Linked DNA regions of Rattus norvegicus: all the other regions are linked to region 2. A link is a contact called in public Hi-C data. All regions are on one chromosome and are shown on one strand. The core of a region is the stretch at or near the end of the contact, and the rest is flanking DNA. Distances in the headings are between cores, read along the strand shown. Region 1 has its middle 460 kb from the start of Wac. Region 2 holds the start of Fzd8 (frizzled class receptor 8). Region 3 has its middle 620 kb from the start of Wac. Region 4 has its middle 520 kb from the start of Trnaa-agc37.

Region 1 (5,472 bases), core at 1,918-4,417, 930 kb before region 2:
AGTGTAGTTTCCCTCCTTGTGTTGGAGTTTTCCATCTATTATCCTTTGTAGGGCTAGATTTGTAAAAATATATTGTGTAAATTTGTTTTTTTCATGGAATATCTTGGTTTCTCCATCTATGATAATTGAGAGTTGTGCTGGATATAGTAGCCTGGGCTACTATAAGAGTATTTTTGTGTTCTCTTAGGGTCTGTATGACATCTGCCCAGGATCATCTGGCTTTCTTAGTTTCTGTTGCATAGTCTGGTGTAATTCTGATAGGTCTGCCTTTATATGTTATTTGACCTTTTTCCCTTACTACTTTTAATATTCTTTCTTTGTTTTGTGCGTTTGGTGTTTTGACTATTATGTGAGTAGAGGAATTTCTTTTCTGCTCCAATCTATTTGGAGTTCTGTAGGCTTCTTGTATGTTTATGGGCATCTCTTTCTTTAGGTTAGGGAAGTTTTCTTCTATAATTTTTTGTTGAAGATATTTAATGGCTTTTTAAGTTGGGAGTCTTCACTCTCTTCAATACCTATTATCCTTAGGTTTGATCTTTTCCTTGTGTCCTGGATTTCCTGGATGTTTTGGGCTAGGAGCTTTTTGTGTTTTACTTTATCTTGATGGTTGTGTCAATGTTTTCAATCACATCTTCTGCCCCTGAGTTCTCTCTTCTATCTCTTGTATTCTGTGAGTGATTCTTGCATCTATAATTCCTGATCTCTCTCCTAGAATTTCTATCCCCAGAGTTGTCTCCCTTTGTGCTTTGTTTATTGTTTCTTTTTCCATTTTTCAATCCTGGATTTTTTCAATTCCTTCACCTGTTTGTGTTTTCCTGTAATTTTTTAAGGGATTTTTGTGTTTCCTCTTTAAGGGCTCCTGCTTGTTTACTTGTGTTATCCTGTATTTCTTTAAGGAAGTTATTTATATCCTTCTTAAAGTCCTCTATCATCATCAAAAGATGTCATTTTTAAATCCAAATCTTGCTTTTCCAGTGTGTTTGGATATCCAATATTTGCTTTGGTGGGAGAACTGGACTCTAATGATGCCAAGTAGTCTTTGTTTCTGTTGCTTAGTTTCCTGCACTTGCCTCTTGTCATCAGGTTGTCTCTGGTGTTAGCTTTTCTTGCTGTTTCTGCCAGTGGCTCCTATAGGCCTGTGTGTCAGCACTCCTGTAGATGTGTTTTCTTTCAGCCGGATATGGGAACCGAGACCTGCCCCTGTGTTTTTGTGATCTGAGCCTCCAGATGCGTTGCTTGGCTCAGATGAGTTGGTCTTACCTCTGCTCTCAGGTGTGTAGGTGCTCTCGGTGACTGGCTTTCAGCTCTTGGTGCAGGCAGAAACCTGAAGGGTCCTGTACCTGACTGCTGCTAGGCCCCTGTGCCCAGAGGGCACAGATGGCACTAGACCGTTTCCTCTTAGTTCATGAATATCGGCAGAAAGTAGTTTTCTCCTTTGAGTTCTCAGGATTGTCCATACTTCCGAGGGTCCAGCTCTCTCCCCCAGGGAATTTGGGTGCAGGGAGCTAGGAGATTGGTTCAATTAAGTTATGGGCACAGGCCCGACCCAGCAGGTTTCTGCTGTTGACTGATCCTATATTCCTGTATCCAGAGGTCACCATGCAGGTTCCTGTTGGGCCAGGAATGTGAGCAGAAGTGGCAGAAGTGGCGGTCTCCCCTGAGATCTCAGGATTCTTCTGGGAGTTCAGGTCTCTCCCCTTCGGGGTTTAGGTGCAGGGAGTTGTGGGACCAGTTCAATTCAGTTCTAGGCACAGCCCCTGTTTTATGTTCTTAATGTGAGTTCTGAAGATTAATCCGTGTTTCTCTCATTTGTAAGGCAAACACGTTCTGACTATGCTTTGTTTACAGCATATACAGCTTTATTGGTGGTATAACTAGAAGGAAATTCTCGGGAGAGAAGGATTGTTCTCTACTAAGGGTGGCTGAGCCTGAACTGGTAAATAGAACAAGATCCTGCTTGAGTATACATTTCTGTGAAGAGTGATGGTTTAGTATATAGAGACCACACAGCTGTGTCTCTGTTGACCTATCTTAGATAATATTTTCCTTTTGTTCATCCTTTTAAAAATGTCACTTTTCTTGAATGTAGATGTGAAACCCTTTCATTGATGCTGTTCTTATATTGCTGGGCTATATCCAGCATGGTTGTAGAAAGGTCCAAGTACTCATTTGCTTCTTGTGACCTTGCTCCTCTTTTTACAGTGACCAGGTGAGTGTGGTCAGGAATCTTGAGTCTAGTTGATGAAAGGTGGGCCACATGAATGCCATGCCGAGTCTAAGCTTGTTCTCACCCTCACCTTGTCAGACTGCCTTTCTAGGTTGACAGAAGAGAATCAACCACCAAAGTTAATTTGGAAGCCATGCTTCGAGCATGGACCAAAAGAATGCAAAGGGCTTTGCTTACTCTCCTGAGCTGAGAGCTACCCAACAGGAATCTTCCTCCCAGTATCCTGTGAGCAAGAAGGTTTGATTGTATGGGCTGCTGCGATTCTATCCACTGAAAGTCAGCCAGGCAGCTTCAGTGTGGGCACTAGAGCCAAATGCAGAATCCTCTATTAAACATGAATCTAAATTACAGTCAGCCAGGAACAATTCTCTTCTGTTCAATATGAGTGCGTCTCATGTGGTATTGGACTACACAGTTAAGCCAGGAAGAGAAAGGTTACCTAAAATACAAATTATAGCATTTCTGTATTTGGGAAATCTGAATAGAAGGAAATTAGATGTTAGAGAACAAAGACAGCTTTTGTTACTGCCTGTCCAGTGGACTTAGTGACTTAAAACATACTCAGTGCTTTTCTATATGGGTGCAAGATCTTTGCATGTGAGGAGAAAGCCACCGTTGTATACTTTTCCAGAATGTTCTTTAACTGCTTTTTCAGAGAAACTTCAGTATTGGCCACGTCCTGTGCTATTTGTCAGCATCGGTGTTCCACAGACTATGTGATCAACAACCTTGTTAATATTCAACAGTTTGCTGTGACTTTCCTGTCCTTGAGTGCTAGTCCGATGGCCTCTCTCATGTGGATATTTTGTTCATCATTATCGACTACAGAAATTTATGAAACATGTATGCATAAGTACATGATCTCATAGACTTGTGAAAAGCTGTGTTAAAGTCTGTTGCTGATTAGTCTGCATTCACTAAATGCCAGTATTTTCCCACTGTGGCTGCCAAGTATGTCTACAGTCATTGCCAAACAATTCCCAAAGGTCAACATTACTTCAAGAACCACTTCATTTAACCCTATTTTGTATTATATGAGCCACATGGAGCCAGATCATTATAAATTTGATGCTTTTAAAAATATGCACAGAACAGAATAATGCTATGTCACAGTGCATACACTGCACCATATAGGAAATTAGTCCACAAGACACAGGTCCATTCAAATCTATCCCAGTGGGCATGCATTCACTGGGCTTCACGACCAAGATATTTTCTGCCATGGCTATATTTCATACCATCTACTGTTTTCAAACATTTTTAAAAGAACCTGTAATGAAAGCAGGTCATACACAATATCCTTTGTTCTAACCAGAAAAAGCAAATGGGGTGAGCCCCACCTCTTCCCTGTATAATTCTGTGTGCAAGGCCCCCATAATATTGAATGTGTCCATCTGCCCCCTGCCCCAAATTCTGCTATCTCCAAATAGCATTATTTAGATGTGTTGACACAGCACTCACAAATGTGTTTCCTTTCTTTTTGTCTTTTCAAAATTACTGTTTTGAGATGGGATTTCAGAAAGGCTGACATTGAACTTACTCTATAGTCCAGGCAGCCCTAGAATTTGTGATTTCCCCTGGGTCAGCTTCCTTAGTATCATGTCCAATTTCATGTGCCCACACAAACTTCTGAGTCTGGTGTTAAACAAAGAGTTTCACCATATGTCATTTCTGCCTAAATCAGATCAAAGAACCTCCTGCTTTGGGCTCATGAAACTGTTACATCAAATTAAGTAGGATTCTTTGGACTTTTCAGCAAAGACTGTGGCCTTGAAATTGAAAGGAAAAGAGAAGAGAGAAGAAAAGGCAAGAAAAGAAAACAGGGAAAAACAAGAGTAAAGAAAAGTGGACGAGGAATGAATTTAATGGTAGAGCAAGTGTTAGTATGTTCATGGGCCCAGGCTCCACCAAAAAGGAAAGAGAGAACAAAGATAAATTTTACATTTGAAACAGCTGGGACACATCTGGAAGTATATGTGAATAAGTAAGTCACTATCCAAACAATCCTTACACACAGTGAGCATAGGGACAATTGCAGTCTAATGTGTAGATGAGCTCTAGTTATTGCTCCAATACTCAGTAATATCTTCAGCAAAGCACAGGCCAGTGGCTCACCGCATGGAGTTTGGCAATCACTGAATACTATTTTGAGAGAAAAGGTTTACATTACAAATATACATCATTATGGTTTCATAGGTGAAATGTCTTACTATTTTCAGTGCCTTGGAATTTCATATGTAGCCTGGGAATCCAGTGTTAAATATGTCCACTTATCATGATGCTTTTATACCCAATATGTATGTAACATAAGTTAGTGCATGATTACATATTTTATAAAAAAAAAAAAAGCATGACTGCTTTCATCTTACCCTGGGACTCTCCCCCAAGAACCCTATACGTGATTTATTCCATGATAGTATCCTAATGAGAGCATTTTGCATAGGAAAGTTCAATATACTGTTTGGCAAAAAATTAACATAATTTTATTTGTTATCCAGTTATATATTTAATGTAACATATGTATCATAGTATTTTTTTATTTGTAATGAAAATACTTTTGTTTGAGACAGGAGCTTCTGGAATGTTGGGTGGCCTAGAACTCTCTGTGTAGCTATTCTAGTTTTCTTTTATCTAAGGCCACAAGCAACATTTGGGAGGAATGGGTTTACTGCAGTTCAGAAGTTACAGTCTCTCACAGAGGGAAGCCTGGATAGGAGTTCAGCACAGGAACTGAAGCAGAGAGCACTCAGGATACTCCTAACTGGCTTGCTCCCTCTGGATTGCTCAGAAGCTTTTTAAATACAGCCAAGGCATACCTGTACAGGGATGACCCTGCTCACAGTGGGCTCACCTCTTCTACAGCACTTAGTAATTAAGACAGTGCCCCCAGAGGTATATCCTCATGCTAAATGCCTCTGATGCCGGAAATTCCTCGGTTGAGTTTGCCTTGTCCTACATGACTGGACTTTGTATCAAGTAAACAAATGCTAACCTGTATGACAACTGATATGACCTTTGAACTTCTGATCGTCTGCATCTTTTCCCAAGTCCTGGGGTTGTATGTAAAAGCTCGGATTTTCAATAGCAGGAAATTTTACATAATTTTTCCCTTTACAACTAGTTCTCCCTCAGAATTTATTCTAGTTCATTGTATTTATTAATTCAATGCATTTTAACAACTGTATCAAGCATGTATTATAGTGCATGCATCAATTTTTACTTAATGATCACATGACTAGCCAGAA
Region 2 (5,026 bases), core at 201-2,700:
GGTGTTGAGTACAGCACGCAGCCCCGCCTCTCACAGCAGAAAGGGAGGCACAGACAAAAACACATGTTAAGTTTTTATGTAGATGAGTGTGTGTATGTCTTAAAAGTAGCACGTGGGTAGGGAATGCAGTGGCAGTAGTCAGTGTGTCTTATTGGTAAGCTTATGTTTGTGTCTGAAAGGATAAACTGATCTACGTCTTTCATATATTTATGTATTTTATCCCATCCAAAAAAATCAACCTCCCAAATGACATCTGGCTTGATCACTCCCGCTTTCTAGGTAAGGAACTGAAGTGCCACAGGTCATGCGGCAATGGACACTTATGTACCACGCTCCTAGCACTCGGAAAGGGCTACCAAGCAGTCTTGGCCAAACCTGGTCATCTAGCCCCAATAGAAGTCTCACTACTATCTCACCAAGTCGCCAAGTCCGAAAAGCCCTCGTTATGAGACTACCAAGAGGAAATCTCTCCCTGAAATGCCCTAGCTCTGGATCTGGACCAGCCTTGGAGCCCTAGCTGTGCTTCCAAGACCATCTAGACCCCGCAGATATTGTCTGTGGAGCAAGAGACTGACTCAGAGAGCCCTGGAAGGTGATTCCAGAGATCTCTCCTGGGAGAGATCCCAGGAGCAGACTCGGAGAAATGCGACCAAGACCTCTGAAGCGCTGAACTCTTTGGGGACAGTCTGAGTAAATGCTCAATCCGTGTGGTCAACCCCATGGTGACCAAAAACAAACTCTCCATCCGCCCAAAGCTAGGAAAGCAGTCCCAAAACTACGGACTTCCTTAAGGAAGGCAGAGCCTTGAGAACGCAGATACTCCGCCCCGTTGCGCAGGGATTGGTGAAGCAGAAGAGGGAGGAGACCAAATGCAGGCTGTATAAATATTCATGAGCCGGCCTGGAGGCGCTAGCTGACTAAAGCCGGGAAGTTAGGCGAAGGGCGCAGCTCCTGTGGAGGAGGAGGAGGCTGGGACTACGGTGCTCAGGTGTCCCCTCTGTCTTTTGCTCTGGATTTGTTTGTCGGTCTAGCAAGAAAGCACGTCCTGCACCCTGCCCGACTGTGGCCAGAACGCGGCTCGGACTTTTGGTGGCTGCAGATGCAAGAGGACCGACGCAGGAGTGAGAAGGCGGCGGCCTGAGCAGCCGAGGGCCCGGAACTCTGGCAGTGGCGGCGCGGCCTGGAACGGACATGAACCCTCGGGGCCCGAAGAGGGGCCGCTAGGTCTGACCCGAGAGTCTAGAGGCCAGACACAGCCATCTTGACTGAAGCCAGAAAGGAAACTTGAGGCGCCCTCTGAGCCTTCGCTGCTGGGAGCCACACGAAGTGTCTGAGCTTGCAGGAGGACCTACAGGAGCTCAGGAGAATGATCCCGGGGGCCACCGCTCCGCTCCGGGAGGGCTGAGTGCGACTCAGAGGGCGCAGGACAGACCCTGTGGAATTGTGGCGCGTCTGCGGTCACCCCAGGAGAGGCGTGGGGGAGGGCCGGACGAGTCCTGCCTAGGTTTCCGACCCTGCTGCCACAGACGCTGCCTGAAAAGGAGATAAATTGTTGGCAGATTCTCCTCTCGGCAGAGAAAAGCCGGACAAGACCTTCTGGTCGCCTGCACTCCCTTTACTCAGGTTCCTCACCGTAGAGCCCTTCTGCGCGGCGCCCGGAGAAGGAGGACTTGGGGTCCCGGCGCTCAGCATGGAGTGGGGTTACCTGTTGGAAGTGACCTCGCTACTAGCCGCCTTGGCGGTGCTACAGCGCTCGAGCGGCGCTGCCGCGGCTTCGGCCAAGGAGCTGGCGTGCCAAGAGATCACAGTGCCGCTGTGCAAGGGCATCGGTTACAACTACACCTACATGCCCAACCAGTTCAACCACGACACGCAAGATGAGGCGGGCCTAGAGGTACACCAGTTCTGGCCGCTGGTGGAGATCCAGTGCTCCCCGGACCTCAAGTTCTTTCTGTGTAGCATGTACACGCCCATCTGCCTGGAGGACTACAAGAAACCTCTGCCGCCTTGCCGCTCTGTGTGTGAACGCGCCAAGGCCGGCTGCGCGCCGCTCATGCGCCAGTACGGCTTTGCCTGGCCTGACCGAATGCGCTGCGATCGGCTGCCGGAGCAGGGCAACCCCGACACTCTGTGCATGGACTACAACCGCACCGACCTCACCACGGCCGCGCCCAGCCCACCGCGCCGCCTGCCGCCGCCGCAGCCTGGCGAGCAGCCGCCCTCCGGCAGCGGCCACAGCCGCCCGCCAGGGGCCAGGCCCCCACATCGTGGCGGCAGCAGTAGGGGCAGCGGGGACACGGCGGCTGCGCCCCCCTCTCGCGGCGGGAAGGCGAGGCCCCCTGGTGGCGGCGCCGCTCCCTGCGAGCCCGGGTGCCAGTGCCGCGCGCCCATGGTGAGTGTGTCCAGCGAACGCCACCCGCTCTACAACCGCGTCAAGACCGGCCAGATCGCCAACTGTGCGCTGCCCTGCCACAACCCCTTCTTTAGCCAGGATGAGCGCGCCTTCACTGTCTTCTGGATCGGCTTGTGGTCGGTGCTCTGCTTCGTCTCCACCTTCGCCACTGTCTCTACCTTCCTCATCGATATGGAGCGCTTTAAGTACCCGGAACGGCCCATTATATTCCTCTCTGCCTGCTACCTCTTCGTGTCTGTCGGGTACCTGGTGCGCCTGGTGGCTGGACACGAGAAAGTGGCCTGCAGCGGCGGCGCGCCGGGTGCAGGAGGAGCTGGGGGTGCTGGCGGCGCGGCGACCGCTGGCGCGGGGGCGGCGGGAGCGGGGGCGAGCAGCCCGGGCGCGCGCGGCGAGTACGAGGAGCTGGGTGCAGTGGAGCAGCACGTGCGCTATGAGACCACTGGCCCCGCGCTGTGCACGGTAGTCTTCCTCCTTGTCTACTTTTTTGGCATGGCTAGCTCCATCTGGTGGGTAATCCTGTCTCTCACGTGGTTCTTGGCGGCTGGTATGAAATGGGGCAACGAGGCCATAGCAGGCTACTCGCAATACTTCCACCTTGCCGCGTGGCTCGTGCCCAGCGTCAAGTCCATAGCGGTGCTGGCGCTCAGCTCCGTGGACGGCGACCCGGTGGCGGGCATCTGCTACGTGGGCAACCAGAGCCTTGACAACCTACGCGGCTTTGTACTGGCGCCACTGGTCATCTACCTCTTCATTGGGACTATGTTTCTGTTAGCTGGCTTCGTGTCGCTGTTCCGAATCCGCTCAGTCATCAAGCAACAAGGAGGCCCAACCAAGACTCACAAGCTAGAAAAGCTCATGATCCGCTTGGGCCTCTTCACCGTGCTCTACACGGTGCCCGCCGCCGTCGTTGTCGCCTGCCTTTTCTATGAGCAGCACAACCGACCGCGCTGGGAGGCCACGCACAACTGCCCATGCCTTCGCGACCTGCAGCCAGACCAGGCTCGCAGGCCCGACTACGCGGTCTTCATGCTCAAGTACTTCATGTGCCTAGTGGTGGGCATCACATCAGGCGTGTGGGTCTGGTCCGGCAAGACTCTGGAGTCCTGGCGTGCGTTGTGTACTCGCTGCTGCTGGGCCAGCAAGGGCGCTGCAGTTGGCGCGGGCGCCGGAGGCAGCGGCCCTGGGGGCGGTGGCCCCGGGCCCGGTGGGGGTGGGGGGCACGGCGGAGGTGGGGGATCCCTCTACAGCGACGTCAGCACCGGCCTGACGTGGCGGTCTGGCACGGCCAGCTCTGTATCTTACCCTAAGCAAATGCCATTGTCCCAAGTCTGAACCCTGAACGGAAGCCCAGAAGGGGCGGAGAGGGGTGGGGGATGGAGAACCCGAGGGCGGCGAAGGGACCCCAGATCGGCCGGGGTTCCCACCCCTTCACCGTGTTGACTGCTATTAGCATGATAATGAACTCTTAATGGTATCCATTAGCCACAGGGACTTAAATGATTCCCTTAGAACAAAGTACCTGGCATTGAAGCCTCCCAGACCTAGCCCCTCCCCTCCGATGCTCCGGAGCGCCTACCCTAGACAATGGTTTCAGTGGGCTAGCATAGTTGGAACCCTCCTGGATACCCTGGATGAGTCTTGAGGTAATACCACTACAAACTTCACCCAAGGGACTGCTTCACCCTCGACTTCTTCAGCATAAATTCAACCCTTCATACATCCTAGAGGAGGGACAACTGCTACCTTGTGGGACTGCACGGTTTGGGTATTCTTAATGACCAGGCAGATGCCTTAAATAAACAATAAATGTCTTAATTATACACCCCAAGTAAATACGGGTTTCTTACATTAAAGGATGTATTTATATAATTATTTGTTAAGTTGTAAAAAAAAAAAAGGTGTAAATTATGTATATATCCAAAGATATACAATGTGTACATTATTTGTAAAAAGTTTAGAGGCTACCCTGTAAGAACAAATATAAGTATTCTATTTTGTCAATAAAATGACTTTTGATAAATGATTTAAGTACTACCCTGTCCCCCACCTCTTTTGAACTGTTCCCCATATGCTTGCTAAGGACATGTTCCTCACATTGGACATTTTCTGGCTTGCCATTTTGTACTGACTTTAGGCATGGAGACAATTACCTGTTAACCTCTAATTCTTGAACTGTTAGCAAAGTAAATATCATTGTTGAATTGAAATCAAAATCGCGTTTTTGCACTTTCCCCCAAAAATGGTGGTTTTTATGGTCTCTCCTTGCTGGCCTGTGTAGCTCTTCATGATGTGTGTGGGTGGACAATTTGCAAAGGTAGCCATTCCACTTGGCCTGTTTATTTGCTGGTATAATGCCACTTACACTAACAGCAGCCCTATGTGAGTATCTTCAGTCTGTGACTTTGAAAGCCCTGGCCTTTTACAGACCTGACCACACTCAGAAATGTGGAGGTTAGTATTTGAGGCCACAGGTCACCTCTATACTGTAAGTCACTTGACAATATGGTGTAGTAAAGCAGGTGCTGCCTAACAGATTGAACGAATGGGTTAACTTCTTAATAGCATTCCCTGCTTGTGTATTCCAAGTGTGCTGCTTTTCCTGGAGAAAAAAAA
Region 3 (5,349 bases), core at 552-3,051, 780 kb before region 2:
TCATGAGCTTCGTGAGTCTTCCAAGCCTCCCTCGTTCTTGCTCCAGAGAGAGAATGTTTCAACTTAGGGAAATATATATATATATCTCGACAATCATTTGCTCTCCACTGTACTTCTTTGAACTTGACATAGCCACCTAGGCCCTTCCTTATCCCACAAAGCATACAGCAGAGCTTTGCAAGTGGTGGAGATACCATTTATATTTTTGTAATTCATTTTGTAAAATTTACAGAAATTCATGTGAGGATTTCCCTTAGTTCTACAATCTGTTAAGCTACAAAAATGCCCAAAATTTTTAGTGTTGAAACATAGTTACAGATTGGTATCATGTACAAAGAATCTCAGTGTCAAAAAATAGCAATGATCCTGTAAAATCCTGGATATTCCTTTCCCCCAGACCCTACCTTTGACTAGAATGTATTTAGCTACTTATCTCTTTCTTTCCTTTTTATTTTTAAAGATGTATTTATTATATATAAATACACTGTAACTGTCTTCAGACACACCAGAAGAGGGCATCAGATCTCATTACAGATGGTTGTGAACCACCATGTGGTTACTGGGATTTGAACTCAGGACCTCTGGAAAAGCAGTCAGTGCTCTTAACCATTGAGCCATCTCTCCAGCCCTAGCTACTTATTTCTTGATATTGGTCATAAACAACAGTTTTTGTGAAGAACAGCCAGCATGAAAGGTCAGAAAAGGAGTATATTTTAAATCATTCTATGAAAAACAAGGAAAGGAAGAATGTGGGAAGTAAAAATATGCGCCTTCCAGCACAAACAATAGAGAAAACCAGAAGCAGAAGGAACAGCTTCACTGGAAGGTTAGATAGTTACTTGGAACTGCTGTCTACCGAGCTTCTCGTGGTGAATGAGAATGCAAGGACCAGGAAGTACATGCATCACAGAGCAGAAAATGCATGGCAGAGCAGGTAGTTCCTATGTGAAAGCAAAGGCTGACTCTAATAGTTGCACATTGTAAGGGCATCTGGTGCCCCATTTACCGTTTCCTTTCCAACACCAGTGAGACTACAGCAGTCTACACTCTGTTCCCACTTGCCAGGCATGCTAATGAGTCCACTGAAAAGGCTGATGGAATTTAAATATAAATTAAATATAAATATCTACATAGTCATTTCGTGAATTTTTTCTCCAAATAGTTTGAATGGTAATCTGTCATGTGATTTATAATAGCTAATTTCTACATGAAGAATTCCTGTAATACTATATGCAAAAACTGTGGATTCTAAACTAAATTATCTGGTATATGGAAGAAAGAGACACTGTCTAATGTTGCTTATACTGGCCTCAATCCCAATATATAATCAAAGATAATCTTGAGTTTATGATTATCCTGCCTCCACTTCTCAAGTGAATGCTCAGAATTCAAGCATCTGCCACCACGCCTAGTTTCTGTTGTGCTGGGGATGGCGCATGTGTTAGACATATGTGTTAGACAAGCAATTTAACTACTAACATATTTTTACAACAGTTTCAATATCTTCTCTACTGGCAATTATCAAACAAAAGCCACAATCAACTCTTCATTCTAAGTGATAAATAGTTGTGGTTATTATGTTAAGCAATGAAGTGCAGATGTAGATTTTATAGATATTCTTGACTTACATATATATGACATAGATGTACTTGTATTCACATATGTGTCTATAAATATCTGGTAGCAAAGATAAAACTTCATCTGGAAGCATAAATCCACATCAAAGCTGCAGATACACAGTCTGCTATGCCCTGGACACAGCGGTCATGACCCATGCACTATGCCCTCTGATCAGTTCAGTTGTGAAAGCAAAGTGTGTCTGCACTTGTTCAGGACATTTTGTTTTTCAGCTTTGAGTCTCATAAGGAATTATTTTGAGGAGAGTTCAAATAAATATTTAAGTTGATTATTCTTATCTTGTCGGTACATTACTTTGAAACAGCACTTGGCTGCCAAGGGAGCCCTTCCACAGAGGTCATGTTGAAGAATAGGGCATTCTAAGTGGCCAGTTATAAACATCAGCTAAGTCAGTCTCAACAATAAACTACAGTAATAAAAACAATCCAATTATCGAGGATGGAAGGTCTTAAGATAATACACCCTGCTGTTTGTAGGAAATAGGCTACTCATATTTTACGAATTACTGAATCCAGGGTGTCTCCCATGTGTGCTAGCTAGGCAAGGGTACTGTTACTGAGCTCTGTTACAGTATTACTTTTACTTTCGTTTCTCTTTAATTTTTTTTAAAGCAGAGTCTTACTCAGTTTCTAAGACGATCCTCAAACTCATACTGTATTCCACAATGCCTCTGATTTTTTACAAATCCCCTGCCTCGACCACCTGGGCACCAGCAGGTCTGGCAGACTATTTCTTAAAAATATAGACAACTAAGAGGCCATCTTGCATTGAAAAAAATCCCATTTCTGTGTGACAAAAATATGTAATTTACAAGCATACATGTTTACATATATGAGGACTAATTTGTTTAGGATTTTAATAAAATTAGATTTTAAATCGTAGTGATATATATGTTAAATTTTATTTTTTTAAGATATTTAGTTATTGGTTCTTGCTGTGTAGCTCTGTCTCGCCTGAAACTTGTTGTGTAGACTAGGATTGCCTGGAATCCACAGAGATCAGCCTACCTGTGTATTCTGAGGGCAAGATCACCATGCCCAGCTGTGTGTTTTATCTATGTGTATATGCATGTTTCTGTGAGCACATACCAGGTGTGTACAGGTGTCCATTGAGTATGAAAAGGTTATTACATACCCTGACACTCTTATAGGCAGTTGTAACAGCCCAGTATGTATAGTGGGAACCAGACTAAGGTCATTTGAAAGAGTAGCAAGCGCTCTTAGACTTTGAGCGATTTCTACAATCGCTTGTGTTAAACTTTTTATTTCTAAGTAACAGTTACTATTAAGGAAAGAAAAAAATCAAGCTTTTGTTTCCTATTATAAAGTCTTTAGTGTCTTTATGTCTATTAGTAATCTTTTTTTGTTGTTGAAGGGTATTGTATTAATAACACAACAGAAAATGAATCTCAGGGAAAAAAATGCCCAGCAGTATAAAGGCAAAAGGACTTTTTTTTTCTCTTTCACAAGTCTCCGTTCATCATCACAGGGATGTTAAGAAAGCAGGAACTTGCAACAACTAGTCACATTACATCCACATTAAAGAGCAGAGAGCAATGACTTAAGGCACATGTATTAGTGTGCAGCCCAATTTCTCTCTTATACAACCCAGGGTCCCTTACCTAGGGAATGACACCACCCAAAGTGAGATCTCATTAATCAAGATAAATGGCCCACTCTTCAACTTTACCTAGACAATTGTCATCAAGATACCCTTCCAAAAGGATTCCAGATTGTATCAGTTGACAATTAAAACTAATCATTGCACCTGTTTTTTTCTGGGGGTGGGGTATAGGAATGTCAAATTGGTTCGGGTAATGTGAAGGCTGCAGAAACCATTGCCTTAGGCCAATTCTCCTTTCTCTGCAGAAAATCCAAATACTATTGTCATGCCATACCTGCCCAGGGAACTGTAATTACTCTCATACCACAACTCCCAGCCCCGTGCATTCCTGTGCCTCTACTCCAATTTCCCATATCTCAGACTGAGCCTGTCATCCTCAGTGAAATTGTTCCCTTTTCTGTGTTCTTCCTCATAGATCTACCAACTAGTGAGTTTTCTTCTCTCTCTTCTTCTCTCTCCTTATTGTTATTGAAATAAGCATCAAGACTTATCAATTTGCCTCTAAAACTGTTTTTAAAACAGAAGTTATTTTGTCTTATTTGTTTGTTTGTTTATTTATTACAGTCCAGTCATTGCCCACCTCCTGGTCTACCCTCCCACAGTTCCTCAGTCCATTCCTCCTCTCCTGACCAAGGCAGTTCAGTCAGTCAACAGGTTCTCCACAGCAGGAGTGAGGATTAAAAAGAAAAAGACTGTTAGACAATACTATAGCATGATCCCAGCCAGATCTGAGGCTGAAGTGGGTTTATTATTTTCTGGTCTGCTTTTAAAACACTTTAAGTACATGCAAAAAAATACCAGTCCTGGATCAAGGAACAAGCAAGGCAATAAACAAAATCCTATAAACACCTTTCTCAGGATGACCAAGACAAAAGAACTGCCACACATGCCTCCACTGAGCCTGCTCTGAGCTTTGCATTAACTCAAATGTAAACATTCTTAATCTGGGCCTATTTCCTGAGTCCTGGTCCAAAGTCAGATTCCTGCCTGGAGCTTACTTCTTTTGTCCTGGCCAAATTCCTGCCAAGTGTCTAGAAGTAAGCCAAGCCAAAAGGTTCTCTACCCTTTCCTCAGTCTCCAAGAGGATGCCCCACCCCATGCCTCCCCACTCCTTGGGGCCTCAAGTCTCTCAAGGTACTAAGACCCACTGAGAACAGACCAGGCAGTCCTCTGCTATATAGGTGTTGAGAGGCCTTGAACCAGCTTGTATATGCTGCCTAGTTGGGGATTCAATGTCTGAGAGATCTTGTGGGTCTGGGTTACATTGCTGGTAATACAGAAGGTTGACACTGCTGGTCCACAGAAGACTATTTTAACTTACCAATTTAAAGTGTTCAATTCATAGTCAAGCATGGGGAGGGCACCTGGAACCCCAGCACTTGGTTAGTTGAGGCAAAGGAATCACCCGTTCCAGACCAGTCTGTACTAAATAGTGAGTTGAAGGTCAGTCTGGTTACAAAGCATCGCTCTGTTTCTAATAAATACAGAAATAAGTGAAATAACTAAATAAAACTACGGTAATCACCCAGTGAACTAGATTGTTGGGGGGAGGGAGGCAATGGGGGGAGGATGGGGAGGGGAACACTTATAAAGAAGGGGATGGGGAGGGATTAGGGGGATGTTTGCCCGGAAACCAGGAAAGGGAATAACACTCAAAATGTAAATAAGAAATACTCAAGTTAATAATAAAAAAAAAGAAAAAAAAGAAAAATCAAATACCCAAGCCAAAACAAAACAAAACAAACAACAGCAAAAAAAAAAAAAAAAATACGGTAATCAATGATTTTAGTTTATTTACAAAACTATGTGCCCATTACTGTAATTAATTTTCATTAATTTTCATCACTCTTCAGAGAAATGTTCTGCCACTCGTACCTGTCTCTGTCTGACTTTTTTTTTCATTGCCTACACTGGCATCACATGATCTTAAATGAGGATTCACAATGTTTTCTTTTCTGGAGCCCTTTATTGTTACAGTTTCTTTTTGAAGTTTTAGGTCTATAATAAATATTTTTTGTGTGTATTGTGACTTCTAAATAAAAATGAATTCCTTTATTGCCAAGCAATTGGTCACTTCCTTTTTTCAGT
Region 4 (5,367 bases), core at 1,476-3,975, 640 kb before region 2:
CACTCTATAACCAAGCCACATTCACAGATCTCCAAACAATTCATTCTTTACATCATTTGCATAGTACAAACAGGATTGAAGCAATATATAAAGGCACATATTCAAAATAGTTTTTCAGAAGAAAATGGAAAATATTCTCAGAATTGAATTATACCTGTATACAATGTACATAATATGCACATATACATATTTATCATGGATTGAATATAAAGGTTTCATTACTAACTATAAAATGTGGTGATTTGCGCTATGTATATGAGCAAGGTTATAGAGTTCAGCTTGAGGGAGGAATACCTTCGCCAAGCTTATAATGCTTCACAGTCCCCAGGAGCTAACTCAATTTTATACATTATACTAGCTGGGAGAGTGGAGCAGAAGAGGCCTCCAATTTTTCTCCACAAAGTCATGCATCCTAAGCACACAAGGTATAGAACAGCCACAGTCTCATGTCTAGACATATATGGTATATGATTTTTATTATAAGTACATGAAAATGTTTATTTTATATACTATTTTCTTTCAGACATTTGCTTGTCACCTTTCCTCTCTTGTTTAAAGCCTCAAATTTTCATACAATTTAGCCCACTGGCTTTTTCCCTCTTTCTTAGAGAAAAAGAATTGAGATAGGTTCTCTCTACATAACCTAGACTGCATCAAAATCATGATCCATAGACAGGGGAGGTAGCTTAGTGGATAGAGAATCTGCCAGGAGCTGAATTCTGGTCCCTAGAACTCCTGTTCGAAGGCTTCAATAGCTGTGAGTCCGCAATCCCAGGATTCTGGGTGAGGTAGGAAGTGGAGAAGAATAGAGAAGAGAAGCTTTCAGGTAAGCTAGCCTAGTGTGTGCAAGTGCATAAGGGATAGCAAGAAAGCATATTCTAAAAAAAATAGGCTAGAATCTATTCCCAAGGCTGTTTCCTGACCTCCACACACTATGACACAGGTGCCTGCAGTCTTGTACTAGAATAAGCACATGCATTTTTAAAACAATGCCATCTTCTCTGGACTTCCTGAGTGCCAGTGTGAAAGGTGTCTGCCAGATCCACCTCTCCTCTATAAATTCCATCCATCTATCCCTGATCTCTCCATACCAGGTTAACAAACAATGTCTACTTTAGCTTCAATCAAGGTGCCTTTAATCCCCCCACCTCTAAGTGCTCCCTCTGGTCCTTTGTGCACTGTTTACTTAAATCAATGAATACCAGAACTGTTTGAAGTTTTTTTTATACAAATTTGAGGACTGCAGAGAGCTCGTACTGGTGTGAATTTTAGGTATTGATAATCACCAAATTTGAAATGAGCATAGAGAGCATTTTAAAATATTTATGCTATTAAGTTATTTAGAAACATCAGTGACAGACCTCCATAAAAACATATTAACCCATGTTATACAATGTTTGAGAAATAACTAACTTAAAAAAAAGTGGAGAAGTGGTCTTAGTGTTTCTACTGTGACTGACTAAAGTACATTCAAGTCACCCTGTAGATACCTACAAAAGGAGTATGCTTTACAGTTATTCAGATAAACATGAGTATCCAATGGTAATAATTCCTAAATGCCGGTGAAAAATAATTTTTGAGACAGACCTCATATTCCTCTGACGTGTCTTGAACTCCCTAGGAAGCACAAGATGGCGTGAAACATCACACCTTGTCCATTTGCCATGTTAGTAATATTGGGATTGTAGGTGTGAAGTAGGATGTTTGGTTTTGTGGTGCTAGAGCTCAAAGCCATAGCTTCATGCATGTCTGGCAAACCTACTACCAACTGAGCTACATCCCTAGCACCAAAGTTGAATTCAAGATACCAATTAAAATTAACCTGCATTTCAATTTGTTTTCCTTAAGGCATCTTCTAGTTTAAAATGAAATCTCTATATAATATAGGGATTTTGAACATTGTCTTCCCAATACTTCTTCAAGTAGAACACAATGAGGACATGCACAGCTAATGAGAAAATAGCATCTTCCCTGCTCTCTGATGGTCTAGCAGATGTGGAAGGGAACACCCTCAGAAACCCCACAAGAAAGAGAGACTGGGATTGAACATGCTCTCTCTTTTTGGAATGTTGTCCTGACAGAAGCCAGAACAGAAGCCATGTTGTTTTAGAAGTTCTGCCCATTCTGCCTGCATTAACTCTTATGCATTAGAATTATTACCTCTCTACTCAATAGTCTGGTTTAGGTCACCTGTCAGATATCCCAATATAAACTCCCTAAATATAGTAGATTTCTATGGCAACCACTGAAAAACAAATTTGGTCTAGCATTAAATTATTCCAAAGTATGCTGTGAATAGATTTAGGCTTCCTAAGTATGGGTCATGCTATGCTTGCTGTCTGTGGCCACCAGTGTTTCAAGACAACAAGAGAGTCATTGTTAAGGCAGCCTGGATTCCTCAGGAGCAAGGCTATAGAAGGATTTCCTGGAATGTGGCTAGACAGACTGTGGTAAATTCACAATGCTTTTAACAAAACAAGAAAGCTCCTCTAGTCTACCTAAAACAGGGAATGCAGCCTCAACCTGGGCCTCAGCATGTTCAGATTGAGAGCAAAAATTCAGAAAGCCGCATGCTAAATCCTTTTAAAAATGGGAATCCCCTAGGCCTGAGAAGATAGTTGTCAGTAAAGTGCTTGCCTTACAAGTAGGAGAACCAAGCTTCATCTCCAGAATCTACATAAAAAAGCCAGGGATAGTGGTGCACAAACTTGCAATCCTAGTGGTGAGACCATTGGTACTCATTGGCCAGCCATTCCCATAGTAACACTGTAGGCCATGAAAAGACACTGTCTCCTCAAACAAGGTAGGAGGCTCCTGAGGAAAAGAACCCAAGGTTGACTTGTGACCTTTCTACAGGTACATACTTACAGAGTCACAAAACAAAAATGAGTACCACCTGACCATTCATAGCACAGAAACTGACCCTTGTGATGTTGGAACTTGAGAGAAGGGAAATGACCTCAGATGATATCCAGTGTTTTCAGATGAGCAGAGTCTTTCACTACGCTACGCTACGCTATACTACAATCTGGAATCCTGTACTTAATAAAAAGGAGAGAGTGAGTTGAGCAACAATATCCATGTCTCTCTGCTTCCTGACTTAGTAAAATGTGACCAGCTACCTCAAGCTCCTGTTGCCGTGATATCACCACTAAGGTGTCCCTGCCATGATAAGTCCAAGAACTATGAGCCAAATCAAACACCTCAAGCCTTAAATTACCTTTGTTATACATTGTCACATGAATTAGAAGGGTAAAAATCTTCCTTCCTGTTTGAACCTGCACAGAAGCAGACCAGTGGCTTAGCTCCACACCTACACTTACAATACCTGGAGAAAGTCTGACTCCCAGGTGTTCTGAAATGCCCAGGATCACAGGATCACAGAGGAAGCTCAACTCCCAGAGGATCGGACACACACCCAGGATCACTGGAGCTCTGACATACTCACGATCACAGTTGAGGTGACAAACATCTTTCCACTGGTAATCCCCCACAGAAACTAGGGAAATATGAATCTCCCTCATCCCGAGGCACAGGTTCCTGGCCACTTGCACCTGTCTTCAGCACAGACCCAGGGCTCTGGCTGCCCACACACTCCTGTAACACCCAGAGAAAGCTTGACTCCCAGAAGCTCTGATGCAACAGGATTTCAGGATATCAGGATCCCAGAAACAGCTGAACTCCAAGGAGTTCTAACACAACCAGGAACACAGGAGGGACAAATTCCAGTCAGAGACAGCAGGGCAGTTAGTACTAGAGATAACCAGATGGTGAGAGGCAAGCTCAAGACCAGAGGCAACAGAAACTAATGCTACTTGACAACATCAGAAACCAGTTCTCCCATCACACCAAGTTTTGGATACCCTAACACACACAAAAGGCAAGATTCAGACCTTAAATCCCATCTCATGAATATGATTGAGGAATTTAAGAATGACATAAATAACCCACTTAAAAATATATAGGAGAGCACAGGCAAACAAGTAGAAGTCCTTAAAGAAGAAACAAATAAATCTCTTAAAGACATATAGGTAAACACAATCAAACAGGTGAAGGAATTGAATAAAACTGTCCAGGATCTAAAAATGGAAATAGAAACATTAAAGAAAACACAGAGACAACCCTGGAGATCGAAAACATAGGAAAGATATCAGGAATCACAAATGCAAGCACTATCAGAATACAAGAGATAGAAGAGAGAATCTCAGGTGTAGAAGAAACCCTAGAAGACATTGACACAACACTAAAAGAATATGGAAAAAAGCAAAATGCTCCTAACTCAAAACATTCAAGAAATCCAGGATACAATGAAAAGATTAAACCTAAGAATAACAGGTATAGAAGAGAGTGAAGATTACCAACTGAAAGGGCCAGTAAATAACTTCAAAATTATAGAAGAAAACTTCCCAAACCTAGAGAATGAGATGCCCATAAACATTAAAGAAGCCTACAGAACACCAAACAGATGGGACCAAAAAAGAAATTTCTCTTATCACATAATAATTAAAACACAAAATGCACAGATCAAAGAAAGAATATTGAAAGAAGTAAGGGAAAAATGTCAAGTAATATATAAAGGAAGATTCATCAGAATTACACCAGACTTCTCAACAGAGACTATAAAAGCAAGAAGATCTTGGACAGCTGTCATACAGATACTACTAAGAGAACAAAAATTGGGGCTGGAGAGATGGTTCAGTGGTTAAGAGCACCAGCTGGTCTTCCAGAGGTCCTGAGTTCAATTCCCAATGACCACATAGTGGCTCACAACCATCTGTAATGAGATCTGGTGTATCTGAAGACAGCGACAGTGTACTCATATAAATAATTTTTTTTAAAAAGGAAGTCTTGACTATCATTATTATTTAAAAAAAAAAGAGAGAGAGAGAACAAAAATGCCAGCCCAGGCTATCATATTCACCAAAATTCTCAATTACCATAGAGGGTGAAACCAAGATATTCCATGATAAAACCAAATTTAAACAATATTTTTCTACCAATCCAACCCTACAGAGGATAATAGAAGGGAAACTCCAACACAAGGAGGGAAACTACACCAAAGAAAAAGGAAGAAACTAATCTTCTCGGAGCACATCCAAAATAGACCCACAGAAGCATAATTTTGAAAGATCCCCGGAGTAGGGAGACCCTTACTCAAGTCTCAGGATGATGTGACCCCCCAAGAACTCATATAAGACCATCCTTGCTGTAAAAACACAAGGTTTATTGATAGGAACCAGTGCACTGGGGTCGAGACTCGTATCCCATGCAGGGGCAGAGGAGTTCGACCATGAGTAGCTGGGAGAAGAGGTATTTAAAGGAAGAAACTACAAAAACCACCACCTAAGGGGGTAGGAATGGCATAGG

Evidence for each region. Hi-C and Micro-C count contacts between places; a contact is called where the count stands out from the background.
Region 1: a contact with region 2 is called in a Hi-C map of liver, with 3 times the contacts expected there. The contact joins the enhancer-like site here to the promoter of Fzd8 in region 2. A contact is called at or near these places in 2 of 12 Hi-C or Micro-C datasets (frontal cortex and liver).
Region 3: a contact with region 2 is called in a Hi-C map of liver, with 5 times the contacts expected there. The contact joins the enhancer-like site here to the promoter of Fzd8 in region 2. A contact is called at or near these places in 3 of 12 Hi-C or Micro-C datasets (kidney and liver).
Region 4: a Hi-C map of the A7r5 cell line shows a contact between it and region 2, with 6 times the contacts expected there. The contact joins the enhancer-like site here to the promoter of Fzd8 in region 2. A contact is called at or near these places in 2 of 12 Hi-C or Micro-C datasets (the A7r5 cell line and Schwann cells).

What each region holds. Positions count from the first base shown.
Region 1 is chr17:61,073,339-61,078,810 of GRCr8, forward strand. No RefSeq gene overlaps it. Among named protein-coding and RNA genes, the nearest start is that of Wac, 460 kb to the left of the region's middle. Within about 2 kb of position 3,168, at least 5 of the 93 cell types and tissues checked have an H3K27ac peak or open chromatin away from gene starts, as enhancers often do. A contact at or near this core is called in liver, where this site is marked.
Region 2 is chr17:62,008,544-62,013,569 of GRCr8, forward strand. Fzd8 (frizzled class receptor 8) reads left to right here and starts at 1,451. Exons shown (of 1, transcript NM_001044251.2): 1 at 1,451-4,436. The coding sequence starts at 1,691. The coding sequence ends at 3,745.
Region 3 is chr17:61,231,235-61,236,583 of GRCr8, forward strand. No RefSeq gene overlaps it. Among named protein-coding and RNA genes, the nearest start is that of Wac, 620 kb to the left of the region's middle. Within about 2 kb of position 1,802, at least 4 of the 93 cell types and tissues checked have an H3K27ac peak or open chromatin away from gene starts, as enhancers often do. A contact at or near this core is called in liver, where this site is marked.
Region 4 is chr17:61,367,141-61,372,507 of GRCr8, forward strand. No RefSeq gene overlaps it. Among named protein-coding and RNA genes, the nearest start is that of Trnaa-agc37, 520 kb to the right of the region's middle. Within about 2 kb of position 2,726, at least 6 of the 93 cell types and tissues checked have an H3K27ac peak or open chromatin away from gene starts, as enhancers often do. A contact at or near this core is called in the A7r5 cell line, where this site is marked.